2 separate regions of the Mus musculus genome follow, and region 1 is linked to region 2. A link is a contact called in public Hi-C data. All regions are on one chromosome and are shown on one strand. The core of a region is the stretch at or near the end of the contact, and the rest is flanking DNA. Distances in the headings are between cores, read along the strand shown. Region 1 overlaps Scg5 (secretogranin V). Region 2 overlaps Fmn1 (formin 1).

Region 1 (3,827 bases), core at 251-2,750, 190 kb after region 2:
TAACTGTGAAAGATTCTCCGAGAACAAACTGAGACGTGGGTAGCTGGGAAGGAAGCTGGCCTCACCCTCTACCTGGGCTTCAGTACCACACATCCTGAGTGAGGCAGCCCTTTCCAGACCTCATTGCTCTCTTTGGTATTCCTCACATGGAACACGTGTTCAGTACCCGTCTATTTCTAGGGCTGTCTTTATTCCATGAGAGAAGAGGGTTATGAAATACTTCCCAGTATACCAGCTGTCGTTTCTACAAACAGGTCTATTCCAGTCTACAAAGTCCTAGCAGTAGTCTGACAGGGAAGTTGAATGCAGTCCCTCATTGCATGCACAATGAGTGTGGCTATTTCAAAGGCCTTGCAGCCATTACCATTATTTTCCAATTGCATGTGCATGGGTGTTTTGACTTCATGCAGTCTATACATCATGCGTCTGTCTGATGCCTGTGGAGTTCAGAAAAGGGCACTGGGTTCCCTGGATCTGTAATTAGAGAGAGTTGTAAGGTGTCATGTGGGTGCTCAGAATCCAACCTTGGTCCTCTGGAATAGCAGTCAGTGTTCTTAACCACTGAGCCATCTGTTCCAGCCCTTTTGAAATATGAGTTTGTATTGCTTTTCTTAACACGGGTTTCCAAGTTGCACAAGACTCAGGCCCCGAGGAACTTGACGCTGCTCTCTGATGTTCCTACAGTCATCGATGATTTCTTCAGATGCCATTATTTCAACTCAGACCCATTCAGCACAAATATTTACAGATCCACTAGGTCTGTAGCCATGGAGAAATGAGAACTCAATTCTGAAAAGTTAGAGTGATTGGATCTGATTCTTTTGATCCCAAGGAAGGGAGTGGGAAAAGGGTGGGCAAAGGAAGAAAAGAGGAAGCAGAGAGCCGTGCCTCCCAGATCCACAGTTGACCTTCCATCAACAGCTGTCATAGGCCCTCCTTCAGCAAAGAATGTCAGCTCTTCAGACTCAATTTTCTATGAAACGCGCGTGGTGGGTGGATAGGAAGTTCCCAGACGTCCCACTCTGACCCTTGATTCTGTCGCATGCATCGGTTTGCTTTATTGTGGCACTTCTCACTGGAGTCTCAGAACAGCCTCGGGCACCAGCCAGTGGAATTTTCTGGTGAGCCTCAGGCATCAGACTGAGCACTCTTCCTGCTACGCTGGGCTGAGATCCTTGCCAGCCGAGCAGTAAGTCAGGCTGATGTCATTAGTTTTGATGGCCTTCAGATATGTCCTGTTGTCAGGCTAAGTCAAGGAGGAGCGCTTGATAGTAAGCAGCGTCTCGGCCTGCTCAGGGACAGGGGCTGAAGCTGGAGTTGGCACCGCGGCTCACAGGGAAAGGCTTTCTTTCTCTGATGCCTCCATTTAAAACCTGGCTTTTTCCCCCCTCCAGATTGAGCCCCCCACTGCTGCCAGCTCGGTTGTCAGGGGGTCAGAGTTACTAATAAACAAGCGTCACCAGTTGTAGATACCCAGGGCACCAAACCCAAGCTGCTGGGAGGCCTGGGGCCCAGAAATCTTCCATCCTAGCATTCCCGGCTAAACAGTGAAGAACCATCATATTAAAAGGTCACTGTTTCAAGCAGACCTGAAAGTGCCCCTGTCTCCTGCCAGGAAGCCAGATGGGGCAGCACTGTCAGCCTAAAGCAACCAAATCCACATCACAAAGAACACCTACTGGAGGTTCCAGGTATGTAAAGTCACTGTGAAAGTAGGCCCAGGGGTAGAATTGAGATTAGTCAGTGCTCTTCCAGTACTGGGAAAGGGGAGAGGAGGTGGGAGAGATGGCAGGGATGAAAAAAGAGATAAAGTTCCTTTCTGAGATGATAAAAAATATTCTAAAATGGATTGCTGTGACACGAATACACAGAAAACCATGAAACTGTACAGTTTATTAGGCAACTGTGTAAAGCACAGCTGTCACATATTTTAAGCAAAAACAGGAATGGCCCTGACCACATACAAACGCATCGGGCCCACTCATGGTCACTGTCAGGTTAACTACAAACCCGACCAGTGGTGTTCTATGCAGGAAAGAGCTCTCAAGGATCTTCACTTAGCCCAGCTCAGGACCCTGGGTCAAGTAATAGCCTCCTACTCGCCAGAGCAATGATTCTATTCTGAGCCAATGGCGCCGCCTGGTGGCCATCACACAATTAATTCCCCGTCTTCTCCCGAATTTTCACTCCAATATTTCTCTACTTGTACTAAAAATCTTAGAAAAACTTTTGCTGCAAGTCTGATTGTGAAAACTCAAGGTTCTATGAAAGAGTCAGTCAGGCGCAATTACAGCTGGTGAAGAAGGAATGCATCTTGTTAACAAACACTTCAAAGAATAAGAAAAACACAGGGACGGAAAGATGTGCAGGTTTGTAGATCACGAAATAAATACTAATTAAAACATTAAGGTGCCGGGCGTTGGTGGTACACGCCTTTAATCCCAGCACTTGGGAGGCAGAGGCAGGCGAATTTCTGAGTTCGAGGTCAGCCTGGTCTGCAAAGTGAGTTCCAGGACAGCCAGGGCTATACAGAGAAACCCTGTCTCGAAAAACCAAAAAAAAAAAAAAAAAAAAAAAAGAAAAAAAAAAAAGTAAAGAAAAGAAAAAAAGAAAAAACATTAAGATACCAGTTTTACCTTTCAAGGAGTTTTTAAAGGGCAGTTGTCATAGAAGACAAATGGAAACGCTGTCCATGAGTAGAGTAGAGGGAGAGAGGGAAGGAGGAGATGGAAGAAGAGAGAAACACTGCAGCCATTGGTTAAACAGTTGAGAGCAACTTGACAGTAGTTGAGGAAATAGAACCTAAAAATATATAGAGTTTGGTCAAATTATTCTTTTCCCTGAAATGCACACCCTAGGAAATTTATCAGGTGTCTACATGAAGGGTCATGTGCATATATAGTCAGTAAGGAAATATTTATGAAAATAATAAATTGGAAAAACTCTAAGTGCCCACCACTTGGGGGATGTTTGCACTGTGTATATTTGTATAAGAGGATGTGATGCAGTTACTAAAAATCATGACATTAACTTGTTAGGATATAGAATATTTTGCTGGAATATTACCTACGAAATACAGACAAACACTATTTATGAAGGTGGGAGAGATGGCTCAGTGGTCAAGAGCATTTACTGTTCTTACAGAGGACCTGAGTTTGGTTCCCAGCACCCACAACAGGAAGCGCACAACCTCCTGTGATGACCACTGCAAGGAAGATGACCATGTCTTCTGGCCTCTGCACTCACGTGCGTACAGCCCCCAGCAATCTCCCCACAGATAACTGTAAAAACCTTTATTTGAAGTGTTATTTTCAAGGCTATCCATTAGAGGAAATTACCAAAGTAAAAGGGCCCTAAACACACACACACACACACATACAAGTATGCACACACACAGGATAAATACATAAACTAAATAGATGTCAAACATGGAACCTTCTAAGTGGTAAGACTATAAATAATCTTTAACATTTTGTACTAATGATTCACAATGCTTTTATTACTTTCATATTTAAAAAGGTTTAAACATAATTAGAGTCCTTAAAGTTACTTCCCAAATTTTGTTTTGAATATGCAAGGGTAAGAAAAAGACAGATAGGAGAAGGAAGAGATGAAAAGGAAGGAGAGATATATGTACATACATATATAGACACACACACACACATAATGTATATACGTACACATACATCACATCATATGTATGTGCATACACACACATATATATACACTCGCACATATACATTGCAGAGAACTAAATTTCAACAGAAGATCTTAACCTGCTAGGAACATTTAAAATCACCTGAAGATGTTTTGAGCTGTCCCATTGG
Region 2 (3,768 bases), core at 592-3,091:
AATTTACAGAAGCATATGAAGGCAATCCCTCAGTACAGTGTGAGCACAATACATGGGGCCTTCTACTACCATCGTGCCTTTGCATATGAACTTCCGTCCATCCGTGGGCTCTCTTCACACTCACCTTCAGAGTGCCTTGGCTTCTCTCTATTGCTTCCATCTTTGCACAGCACGCCCTCAGTTGGCTGAAATGCTGCTAGCACATTTCCCTGTTCCCACTCCAGACCTCAGTGACCACCCATCAGACAGATTGCCAGCACCTGGGTACTTGTTCTCAGCATCAGATCTAAACTCATAGCCATAGACCCCAGATGCCACCCTTACTTCCTCTACCTCTGCCACTCCCATCCCATCCCATCTAGTCCCTCCCCCTTAGCCACATCATACTTCCTTTGGTTCCAACCTGATGAACCTTGTCTCTCCTTCAGGATCTTTGCAGGACCTATTCCCTTTGGCTGCAAGGCTCCATGACTCGAGCCTTCTCTGCCTACCCAGGCCTAGAAGTCACTTGGAATTCAAGATCTCTATTGCAGCTCTCTATTTTGATGTTGCTCTTAATTTCTATTTATTTTCTGTAAATTTACCTTCTTCTGTCATCCACCTCTATTGTAAGTATATATTTAGCATGGCATTTTTAGTTTATTTGTATTATGCCCAACAGGACAGGCCATATGCTCACTATTCACTCTGTATTCAATGAGTAAATGGATAATCAGACAAATCACTGATGATAGAAATGGTTCAATTTCAGCTACTTGCTGGTTCTGGCAACTTGACACAATCAAGAGTGATTTGGGGAAAAGGGAACCTCAGTTGAGAAAATGTCCTCACCTGATTGGCCTATGGTCAAGCCTGAGGACATTTTGTAGATTAATGACTGAGGTGGGAGAGCCCAGCTCAGTGTGGGTGCTGCCATTCCTGGGATGGTGGTCCTGAGTTATGTAAGAAAGCAGGCTGAGCAAGCCAGGAGGAACATGCCAGTAAGTAGTGTTCCTCCATTGATCTCTGCTTCAGTTCCTGCCTCCATGTTCCTGCCTTCGCTTCCCTCCGTAGTTGGCTATTACCTGGAAGTTTAAGATGACGTAAGCCCTTTCCTCTCTGAGCTGCTTTTCACCATAGATTTTATTACACTAATAAAATACTAACTAAGACAACTGTTAACTTTGCTCCCAGAGAGAAATTGGCAATCCCAGAGAGATTAATTCCTTAATGCCTAGCAATGCCAACGAGCATTAGTGGCTCAACTCTTTCAAGAAACAGACCTCAAAGCTATTCAAAGATTGACAGACCAGAGAGATGGTGAGTCCATCAGCGCCTGACAGAGGCTGTTACTGTGGAAAGGCAAAACAGGTGCCATTAGAAGTAATTCTGAAGATACAGTCTAACTTTGATACTATTAAATTGTTATTGCTGTGTTGTCTTAGTGTACGCTACAAAACTCTTATTCAGTGGGTTGTTGAGTGTATTTCTAGACTTAAGTGACTTGAAATAACTGAAAACCCCAAGGAGTCTGAACACTTACAGGATATGAAAGCCAATTATAAATTTTTATCAGGCTCAGATCTCAGGTGTGCCCTTTATAAATGATTCTCAAAAATCTGTCTTGAATTAATCCATGCCTCGAGCATTCTTGATTTGATAGTGCCTAAAAATAGAACCCATATCCAGCGTAGTATCCTGCCCATGGGGACAAAAATGGCCAAAGCAGGTAGTCATAGCAACGGAAACTTGTACCCCTCACCGTTTAGTCTAGAATGGGCTTCCTTTCCTTGACTGTGAATCAACTGTGACCCTCCAGGGTCCCCCACACAGGCTACACCCATACCAGATCTTCCATCATTTCCTTTTTGCTTTTAAAGTGGGGTGATGACTCACAGATACCACATAAAACCTTCTAGATCTTTATAATTGCTCTCAACCTTTAAAATCTATCTTGCTATTTTATGCCTTTTTTTTTTTTTTTTTTGGTTTTGGAGTAACGTTAACTGATTAAAATGTAAACATTGCATAGTGTTAGTGGGTGATTCTCATAGAGCCCTCATGCAGCTTCCCACTCTCAGCACCGTGGATCGCTGTGGAGTAATTGTCAAAGCTAATACATTTCTAGTACTAGACTTCAGGGTTTCTATGGCACTCACTGCTTTTTCCATCCATGCCCTCATCCTGTCCTCGAGTCACCACACTGTGCTGCCATGGCTTTCGGTTCTCCATTGATCTCCTATACCTATGTTTAGCAATAGCATTTCACCCTTTTCATTTAAAGGTATACAAGCAGAACTTTACACAATCATATGTAAATTACATAAATTCCGTAAAATGAGAAGCTAGAACAATCAAGTTTTGAAAGACCACAGCTGCTCTTGACAGGGACAAATTCACAAGGACACCAGACAGCGGCCTATGAGCTGCAGGGACACCAGACAGCGGCCTATGAGCTGCAAGCTTTTAACCTGAGTTGGTATTGGGAAAGGATCATTAACTTGGCAAGTCTGATTAAAAAAGGAGTAAGGAGGTATCCATAAAGTTACACTGGTATGATGGTTCAGCCATTCTTCCACCAAAGTCTCAGACAGGAACCGGTAAGCCTAGGCTCATGCCGCCAAGCCTGACTCTCCCATCTCAGTTGCCAAGCCAGCTACAGCATCATGAACTTGTACCAGGTCCAGATATTTTCTAAACAGAAGATTTGTGGGTGTTTGTGAATACCAAAACATTTTTTCACCCAAGTAAATTGTGTATCTAGGATCTCACGGAAGATTCACACTGCACAAGTGAAAGCTGTCTTGTCAGAAAACCAAATGAGCAATTAGAAAGAGAGCTTTTGAAATCAGACTTTTTAATCAGACCAAAGGGAATGGGAGTTTTATCCAGTGCCTTTCTTCTTGGGTTCTCCCTAAGACTTCTTGGTTTTAGGTGGACAGGGCCTGTGGGCTGTCACTCTGACTTTTAATTATTCATGGGACGCTCAGTGGACCTACATGGTAACTGGCAACCCTGGCTTTGATGGTTTCATGCCACTTAGAAACCTCACCTCTTACTAGGCCCTCTGCTTCCTATTTCAAATAAAGGGATCCCCATAACAACACTTGGAGGTTTGGCTAATGCTTCCCTGGGGCCGATAGAGTCCCTGAGGCATGTGCACTAGTGGCCCAGTTTTTCCAGAACTTCCCTGGAGGCTGTAGAGGTAAGAGCAGGATGGCACAAAGGGAGGCTGATACCCTGGGCTCAGACTCTGCCTCAGCTACTGATCATCTGTGTGACTTTTCTCACCATAGGTAAAAAATGGAGAACGTAACAGGACCAAACTCAGGGGGTTCTCATGAAAAAGGGAGGAGAAAGTCTAACGCAGAAATGCTGCTAGAGTCTTTGACAGGATGAGACGGAAACATAAAGGTGATCTGCTCTGGACTGTAAAGGTTAAGACCTTGTAGTAGTTTGAAGGAGTTAGACAGAGATATGTTATGTCCACATAAGTTTGGAGGACCACAGAAGAGTAGGACCACCAACCATCCTTGGTCAAGAACACAGAGAGGAAACAACCAATGGAAATCTAGGGCGCTGGATAACACACGAGACCTGACCATTTGTATTTTTAAATTACTTTTCCGGATCATTTTGATGGTTGTTAAAACCATCATCGAATCCCTCAGTATATAAAAAAGAAAAATCTGCAGGGTAGGAGGACCTTGTTCAACCTTTTCAATGTGTTTATTTTTTCAGCAAATATTTATTTTAAGCGCTGAGCTAACTGCTAATTTTAAATAAACT

Evidence for each region. A called contact is a pair of places that touch in the nucleus more often than the background predicts.
Region 1: a contact with region 2 is called in a Hi-C map of the C2C12 cell line, with 2.6 times the contacts expected there. The contact joins two enhancer-like sites. A contact is called at or near these places in 2 of 15 datasets of contacts at CTCF or cohesin (both in the NIH/3T3 cell line), 4 of 484 Hi-C or Micro-C datasets (the C2C12 cell line, embryonic fibroblasts, liver and 1 more) and 1 of 115 datasets of contacts at active chromatin or transcription factors (the NIH/3T3 cell line).

Annotation. Positions count from the first base shown.
Region 1 is chr2:113,805,746-113,809,572 of GRCm38.p6, forward strand. The region is part of intron 2 of Scg5 (secretogranin V); the gene reads right to left. Among named protein-coding and RNA genes, the nearest start is that of Scg5, 21 kb to the right of the region's middle. Within about 2 kb of position 1,501, at least 22 of the 459 cell types and tissues checked have an H3K27ac peak or open chromatin away from gene starts, as enhancers often do. A contact at or near this core is called in the C2C12 cell line, where this site is marked.
Region 2 is chr2:113,614,095-113,617,862 of GRCm38.p6, forward strand. All of the region lies in intron 15 of Fmn1 (formin 1), which reads left to right. Among named protein-coding and RNA genes, the nearest start is that of 4930533B01Rik, 93 kb to the right of the region's middle. Within about 2 kb of position 1,842, at least 8 of the 459 cell types and tissues checked have an H3K27ac peak or open chromatin away from gene starts, as enhancers often do. A contact at or near this core is called in the C2C12 cell line, where this site is marked.